2 separate regions of the Pan troglodytes genome follow, and region 2 is linked to region 1. A link is a contact called in public Hi-C data. All regions are on one chromosome and are shown on one strand. The core of a region is the stretch at or near the end of the contact, and the rest is flanking DNA. Distances in the headings are between cores, read along the strand shown.

Region 1 (4,126 bases), core at 996-3,495:
GGCAGGGTGTGTTGGCTGGCAGTTGGCAGGGCAGGAGGTGATGCTGACAGCCCCTTGTGGCCTCTTCCCCTCTCTCTAGGTTTCGCTGGCACACCAGGCTACCTGTCCCCTGAGGTCCTTCGCAAAGAGGCGTATGGCAAGCCCGTGGACATCTGGGCATGTGGTGAGGCCTGGCCTGAGTTGGTGCGGGGCAGGGCCTCGGGTGTTTCAGGACTTCCCACCTACATCCTGGAGTGTGCAGTGGCCAGCACGTCTTGCTCTCATCTGGGTTTATCTGTGTCAGACCTGCCCTTGAGCTGCCCTGGCAGGGGTCTGCCCACACAGCCAAGAGCCCCCTTTCCACCCAGATTAGAATTGCTCACATGAACCTGGTGCACCCCAGTGCTCGCCTGCGCTTAGCAGAGGTCTGGTCCAGAAGTGTGGTGGGTGGATGGGAGTGGAGAAGAGAGGTCAGGGGCTGTTGGGCCATGGGCAGGGCCACCTCCTTGGGTAGGGGTCTCCTCCCACAGAGGTGGGGAGCAGCAGAGGGGCTTGACATCACCCTCATCCCTGTGATAGTGTGGGTGTGGGGCAGAGGTCGGGGGGCCGGCTGTGCCCTTCTACCCCAGTGTCTGCTGCACAGGTGGGGGCAAAGGAATGCTGGGGACCCCAATGCCCTCCCAGGGCCACAGGAGCTGGGCAGTGAGGGTGCAGGGCATGGGCTTCATGGACGGTGGCACCCTGCAAGTGGCTGCGGTGCTCACAGGCCCCATCCGCAGGGGTGATCCTGTACATCCTGCTTGTGGGCTACCCACCCTTCTGGGACGAGGACCAGCACAAGCTGTACCAGCAGATCAAGGCTGGTGCCTATGACGTGAGTGCACCAGCCCCTCTCTGATGAGCTCCCTTCCTCCAGGTGTGGCCGGGTGAGGGCAGCGTGGGAAGAGGCTAGGAGTGGGGTGAAGCCACCTGTGGCCAGGTCCTGGGTCCTGCTCTCCCAGATTCGTGGCTGGAGATGAAGCCCCTTGGAGAATTCTTGCCCCTGCCTGAGAGGGGGCTTCAGGCCCGGCCGGGGCGCTGTTTCCTTCTGCAGTTCCCGTCCCCTGAGTGGGACACCGTCACTCCTGAAGCCAAAAACCTCATCAACCAGATGCTGACCATCAACCCTGCCAAGCGCATCACAGCCCATGAGGCCCTGAAGCACCCGTGGGTCTGCGTGAGTCGCCCTTGGTGCCCATGGTGGGGAGGGGGCTCCTGGTGGAGGTGGCCTCAGACCACTCCCCTGGCAAGGACCCCAAGAGGGTCCTGTTCCTGACATCCAAGAGCTCCCCTGGGTCCCCTGGGTGCTCCTTGTGGCCTCTGGCTTGGGACATACCAGCACGTTTGTGAGGCCTGGGGCTTGGAAGGCATTAGAGGGTAGAGGTGATCCCTTCCTCCCAACTGCGGTCCTGTCTGTGAGGGGCAGAGTGGACGAGGCAAGGGAGAGACGTGTCTTGAAGTCCCAGGTGGGTGGGGACAGACAACCCTTGCTGCAATGGTGGCCGATGGCTCTTGGCATGTGGGGACCCCGGGGTGCCGCAAGCCTTGCCACCCTGGCCTCTCCCCTGTGCCTCGGGCTCGGCTGCCATATGACCACCCATTTCCCCACAGCAACGCTCCACGGTAGCATCCATGATGCACAGACAGGAGACTGTGGAGTGTCTGAAAAAGTTCAATGCCAGGAGAAAGCTCAAGGTGAGGCCCTGGCCCCTAGTCCCAGGCACGGCCATGCCTCTCTGTGTCCCTCTGGGCTGGAGCAGGGGGGCCTTGGGGGGTCTGGGCAGACCTAGGGGTTACCGCTGCCCCCAAGACTGACTGTTAGCAAGTCCCAGACTGGATGCATCAGGTGAACTCAGGCCAGCTTGGGAATGAGTCCAGAGGGGCCCTGGACCAGGTGTGGCCCCTCCTAGTTGTCTGTGCCACCTCCTAGCAGCCCTTGGAGGAGCTGTCCTGAAGCGCTCGCTGTGGGCTTCTCACCCGGGCTCTGCAGGCAGCACTCACCCTCTGGCAGTCACACTCTTTAGTACGAGCAAGTCCGAAGCTTCCGGCTCAGACAGGTTTGGTAAGGAGAGCAGAGCCACACACACTGGTCTTGGGTGGGCTGGGGGAGTTCTGGGAGGGAGGTGGGTCCCAGTAGGGTATCCAACCTGCCTGCTTTGGTCAGGGCTGGCTCTGGTGACCGCACACTGGCAGTCCCTCTACTTGTGGGTTCCGGGATGGGGACTTGTTGCCTGACTGCCCTCTGCTGGTCTCTGAGCAGTTCTCCCTGGAAGCCCCAGGACTGCTGCCCTGTCTGAGCCTGTCAGGAAAAGAAGGGGCTGTCAGGGAGCTGGACCCCAGAGGAGCTGCCATGGTGACCAGCTGTTCTGGTGACCCCTGAGGCTTGAGGGGTCTTGAAGCAGCTAGAAGCTGTAGTTGGTCAACAGGTTTAGGCCCAGGGTGTGTGTAATTCTGGAAATAGGTGATCTGTCTCAGTGCGGCTGCTGGCTTCCTGGAGCTCTTGCCTCTCTGGAAGGCTGAGGTCATGTCAGCCTCATGACAATGAGGCTGAGCATCTGGGCAGGAGGACAGGGGTCTTATCCTGGCCAGAAGCCAGCAGGGAACACTGATGGGATAGCCCCGGTTTTATCTGTGTCTCTCCCCAGGGAGCCATCCTCACCACCATGCTGGCCACACGGAATTTCTCAGGTGAGCCTTTCTTCTCCAGGGAGACAGGCGCTGCCCCCTCCCTGCTGGCCCACGCAGGAGAGCGCCTCCTTCCTCACCAGCCTCTCCACTCCTCCTCTGCGGCAGGCCTGCCCTCGGCGTCTGCCCTCAGCTCTGAGACCCACTGCCCACCTGGCCCCGCTGGGCTCCCACCTTGGGTGATACCACAGGGTCCAGCCCCCCGAGGCCATCACCTTCGTGCTGGGTCTGTGTCCCTCCACCCCCTGAACACGAGTGTCTGTGCTGCCCCACTGGGGCTCACAGCATCGTGTGTGTCTGTCCAGGCGTTTGTTGGGCATCTGTGTGGCCTCCTTGTCATTTTGAGTGCTCTGAGCATTGTGTTTTGTGCGGGAGGTGGGCAGAAGGGATGCGGGGTGATGCAGGAGGCTCGGGGTCCTCCTTCCGAGTTCTGGATGAGCTGCAGCCTCCTGTCCCGGCTGCTCAGGGTGGGTGGTTGGGAAGCAAGTTCTCTTGGCAGGGGGGTGGGGTCTGTTATAGACCCCTGAGGCCCAGGGCGCTGGCAGACCCATCAGGGCATGATGTAAGCCCCGGAGTGGAGCCGGCAGCCCAGGTCTGGACAAGCTGTACCTGTGGCTTCTCCGTCGTCCGACACTCCGTGTGCGAGCGTCTGTGATCCGTCTCTCTCGTTGTCCGTTTGCATCTGGTGCCCCCCACCCGCCATCCTGTTACTTTTGCTGTGATGCTGTAATGCCGGGAACGCGTGCACACGGTCACACCAACACTAATAGGACTGTCCTGTCTGCTGTGTGCTCACCACACCCTTCGGGCATGAGAAGCCCCCACTGGGGTTTTCTAAGGAGAAAGGAGGCAAATGCTTTTCCGTGTCAATCAGTCCAATCTTGTTTTCACTCTCTTGAGCAAAGGATTCTGGAACCATCTGTCACCTAAACTTTAACTCTAATCTTCTTCTGCTTCCTTTGTCTCTTTTCTTCCCTTACCTCGCCCACCCCTCGTCTGTGTCCGCCCACCCCTCCCTTCCCCTCGTCTCTAACCCGGTGCTAACAGTGGGCAGACAGACCACCGCTCCGGCCACAATGTCCACCGCGGCCTCCGGCACCACCATGGGGCTGGTGGAACAAGGTAGATGTGTCTCGACCAGTGTCCCGCCCGCTCCCGCCCGTCCCTCCTGCCAGCATGCAGCCCCCTGCTGCACGCAGCCGCTGGCCGGGCTCCAGAGCCGCCCCAGAGGCCGCCAGGCCCCCGGGAGCCCCTGCTCCCGTGTGGTCACATCCCAGCAGAGCCCACCACAAGGGCAGGGAGGCAGCCCCCAAGGCTCCTCGCCTGTAAGAGGAGGGGCTGGGCTAGGTGGCCCCTGGGCTACACCAAGCCCTTCTGGTCCTGGCCCCCGAGGTCTGGGGGTCCGGAGACCCCCATTAAGAAT
Region 2 (4,126 bases), core at 1,155-3,654, 250 kb before region 1:
AGAAGTACACATAAGACATGTCTGCCTCATACTGAAGCAAAATGGTTGCACTGATGCAAAGCACTTGTGTGATTGAGTTGCCAATTGAACAAGTCACAGAGCATCATTTTTACTTGAATGACAGAATGAAGTGAGCCTGTCTCTTCAAGGAAAATAATTGATTGTATCTACTTCCAATAATAAAGTTCAAGTTTTTAAGCTAAAATTAGAATTCAAAAAACCCATATCCTGCTTCCATGAGCTTGAGTGCTTGTCAATAAAGACAGACTTCTCTGATGAGTTTAGTGGTAATTCTAACAAATGTTATTTTTTGATATTATATAATGAAATGATATTAGAAACCGAGATCTGGGGGCAAGATATGCTCGTTGCATAAAACGAGTGAACATTTGGAAGAGCTGCATAACACAGTGGACCAACATTTTCAAATGACTAATTAATACATGATGGTATAAAATCATGCATTTATTAACGATCCATTCAAAGTGAAAGACCAATCGATATTAATGTAACAGAGTATGAAAAGTCTATAGATACAGTTTTAGATTCCATATGGCAAGTAACCTTTAAGAAACTACCAGTTACAGGGCTGGGTGCAGTGGCTCACACCTATAATTCCAGCACTTTGGGAGGCTGAGAGGGGAGGATCGCTTGAGCCCATGAGTTTCAGACCAGCCTGAACAATGTAGGCCCAACCTCGTCTCTATAAAAATAATTTAAAAATTAGCCAGGCACAGTGGCATGTGCTTGTAGTTCCAGCTACTCAGAAGGCTGAGGCAGGAGGATTGCTTGAGTTCAAGAGTTCAAGGCTACAGTTAGTTATGATCACATCGTTACATTCCAGCCTGGGTGACAGAGGGAGACCCTGCCTCTTAAAAATAAAAAAAATAGAAACTATCGCTTGTAGAAGAATTTTGATGTCATTTTAAAGACAAATAGCCACATTTATTTGAAAAGACAAAATATTCCTCTCATTTGCAACTGTCTGTGTGAGGTTGCATGTTTTCATATACTTCAATGAAAACAACATAATGCAAATTATGTTGCAGTGAATGCAGATGTGAGAATCTTGCGGTCTTCTTTTTTTTTGTGGAGACGGAGTCTAGCTCTGTCGCCCAGGCTGGAATGCAGTGGTGTGATCTCGGCTCACCGCAACCTCTGCCTCCCGGGTTCAAGCGATTCTCCTGCCTCAGCCTCCCGAGGAGCTGGGATTACAGGCACCCGCCATCACGCCTAGCTAATTTTCGTATTTTTAGTAGAGACAGGGTTTCACTGTGTTGGCCAGGCTGGTCTCGAACTCCTGATCCTCCCGCCTCCCAAAGTGCTGGGATTACAAGCATGAGCTACCGTGCCGGCCAAATCTTGCTGTCTTCTAGTAAGCTCATTAAAGAGATTTGCAAAAATGTAAAACTATGTTACTCCTCTCACTGAACTTTTATTGCTTTGAAGAACATTATTTTTTGCATAAAAGTATGTTAACATGTAATGTGTTTTATGGTCATTTAAAAATGATTAAATAAATATTTAAACATTTTATGTTTTAATTTCTAATGTGGTAAATATTGATAAGCATAACCCATATCAACAAATGTTCTTTGGAATGTTCAACAAATTTTAAGAGGATTAATGGTCCCTAAATCAAGAGTTTCAGAACCACTGTTCTAGGGCAATTTACCTGAGTTGGATTTTATTTACAATTCATTAAAGCTTATACACTATGAAGACATGTTAACTTGCATGTTTTAATCTAGAAGAGGTGCAAATCATTTCTATCCACTAGAAATGATAACCTATGGTTTTTATCATCTTGTAGAACACCAGCCAGCTTTGTATCCAACCTAATCTTACTCTAATGCTTTGTCAAAATGTTTAATCTCCACTTCCTCAAAATGCTTTTGAACCGGCTTTACCATATCATTGTTAATTTGCTGAAATCTTGGATATGCGTTCATGATATATTTGTATGAGTGTCATGCTTTTTACTTTTTTAAGATTATACTTTGACAGACACTAACAACATATGTATATATGACGTATATATGTATATACATACTATACACACACATACACGTACATATTTCACAACGATGGCATACGGATTCTCTATTCTGAATCTAGCTCTTTCCACTTAATCTACGTTGAATGCACTCTTTATTTTCTTCGTCATCTTGACTTTCTTCTGATGCAACGCCCTGAGTTTAACTCACAGATCTGTTAATAAGAAACCCATACATCCCACATATACGCATTTTCCCGTATCTGGCTCACTAACAAAAAGCTTACCCTAGCCCCATCTTTAACCATAGGTTCCGAATACCCAGGCTGGAATTCAACACAGAAATAAGAAAGGATCCACAGACAACGTGACAAAAATCCGAGCAGTCACGTGACACTGCACGCCCCATAATTTTTTTCCGCCCGCTTCAAACATGGCGGTCAAGCCCCCGCACCGCAGCAGAAGCCACGGGCCTCCTTCCGCGTAGGAACCTCCTTGCTGCCCTTGTCGGGCTCTTTTGTCTAAGACCACCTCAAGGCAAAGCCCGTGGGGCAGCTGGGTCTGGGGAAAACAGCCCGGGGCCGCGGGGGCCGAACGAGCACGGACCGGAAGTTCCGCAGCCGCGCCGTCCGGCGGAGCCGTTGGCTGCGGACGCCGGAAGTGGCCAGTCGGCAGGTCTGAGGCGGCGCTGTGTGTGTGAAGCGTACGAAGGGCGGGAGGCGACATGGAGCCAGGGGCGGCCGAGCTGTATGACCAGGCCCTTCTGGGCATCCTGCAGCACGTGGGCAACGTCCAGGATTTCCTGCGCGTTCTCTTTGGCTTCCTCTACCGCAAGACAGACTTCTATCGCTTGCTGCGCCACCCATCGGACCGCATGGGCTTCCCGCCCGGGGCCGCGCAGGCCCTGGTGCTGCAGGTGAGGCGGGCGGGCCTGCGGTCTGGGGAGCCGCCGCCCCCGGCCTGCCCTGACTCCTGGCGCCCGCTCCTCCAAGCTCTCCCAGCCTGTTTCCTCCCTTTCCTGGTGTCCTGGGGTTGAGCTTGTGAGAATGGCTTCAATAATTTGAAGCGCGGATTGGATGTCAGCTTATTCCGCTGAGGTGTTCGCTCCGGACGTCCTGAGGTTTCAGAAGTAGTAAGCCGACTGTTAAGAGCCCTACTCAGCACCCGCCAGCGCGTACCCCTCACGGTGCTGGGGGCTGCTAGTCAGGGAGCGAAATCCATGCAGGCCAGACAGAAGGAAGGACATTTACAGCAACAGAAACGTGCATGCCCCAGAACTACCGAAGACTTGATCTGGCGGGGATGACGGAGGCATTGTGTTGATCAATGGGTGTGGTCGCTTGTTTGAAATGTGACTTCCCAGGTCAAAGACTGCCAATGTAGTGCTTATTAAAATTTCTATTTGAGCTTAATTCCGTACCCTCCAGGTTAAGTTTATTGTATGTTGGAAACGCTGTCAATACTCATTCAGTGAAGTTGACTGGGCACTTTTGAATGTAGTGGTAAGCAACCTTTTGCTGAATGTAGTTTACACTCTTAGTTGCTGCAGGTGAGGGTGATACGGGTGTTTAAGTAATGGTTTCTCTCTCCTTGTGACACTTACAGTTAAAGAGAGAAAACCCAGAAAGTAATAGAAAACTTTTTAAGGGCAATTATTTGATGGAGCCCATTGTAAAGAAAGGAAATAGAAATGATGGTTGAGAAGTGAAGGTTTTATAAGAGAGGTGGGACTTCTGATGAGATTAAAAGAAACTATTCAGCCAAGCATTAAGCCTATTTGTAGAAACCCAAGAAGATAGAAATGCTGATGATACCTCCCTCAGTTCTCTAGATGTTACAGTTTATAAAATGCTTCAGATGTTTCCTCCTGAAGTCTTAATGCATGCTGCAGGTTGGTAAGATGTTACTTTGCTCAGCAGAAGCCAAAGCTTTGAATGTCTTGGTAGCTACCAGGGTAATAGGGCCAAACGAGGAATGGGGTTCCATTAGGATTCAATTTCAGAACTTAAGGCTATTCCTCGTCCTTGTCAGTGGCATAAGTGCCATCTTAGTGATGAGAGAGCTGTTGGAGGTGGCCTTTAGCAGGATCTTATGGCAGGTTAATGAAGTCTTGCCATTTGATCTTCAGTG

What was found. A called contact is a pair of places that touch in the nucleus more often than the background predicts.
Region 2: a contact with region 1 is called in a Hi-C map of induced pluripotent stem cells, with 2.7 times the contacts expected there. The contact joins the promoter of NUDCD3 here to the enhancer-like site in region 1. A contact is called at or near these places in 4 of 7 Hi-C or Micro-C datasets (blood, induced pluripotent stem cells and stem cell-derived neural progenitor cells), 1 of 1 datasets of contacts at active chromatin or transcription factors (stem cell-derived excitatory neurons) and 1 of 1 other capture datasets (stem cell-derived neural stem cells).

What each region holds. Positions count from the first base shown.
Region 1 is chr6:50,104,805-50,108,930 of NHGRI_mPanTro3-v2.0_pri, reverse strand. It overlaps CAMK2B (calcium/calmodulin dependent protein kinase II beta), which reads left to right. Exons shown (of 21, transcript XM_016957400.3): 8 at 80-163; 9 at 759-853; 10 at 1,073-1,195; 11 at 1,630-1,713; 12 at 2,664-2,706; 13 at 3,751-3,825. Among named protein-coding and RNA genes, the nearest start is that of YKT6, 41 kb to the right of the region's middle. Within about 2 kb of position 2,245, at least 2 of the 24 cell types and tissues checked have an H3K27ac peak or open chromatin away from gene starts, as enhancers often do. A contact at or near this core is called in induced pluripotent stem cells and stem cell-derived neural stem cells, where this site is marked.
Region 2 is chr6:50,354,974-50,359,099 of NHGRI_mPanTro3-v2.0_pri, reverse strand. It overlaps NUDCD3 (NudC domain containing 3), which reads left to right and starts at 2,404. Exons shown (of 6, transcript XM_003318392.5): 1 at 2,404-2,912. The coding sequence starts at 2,721.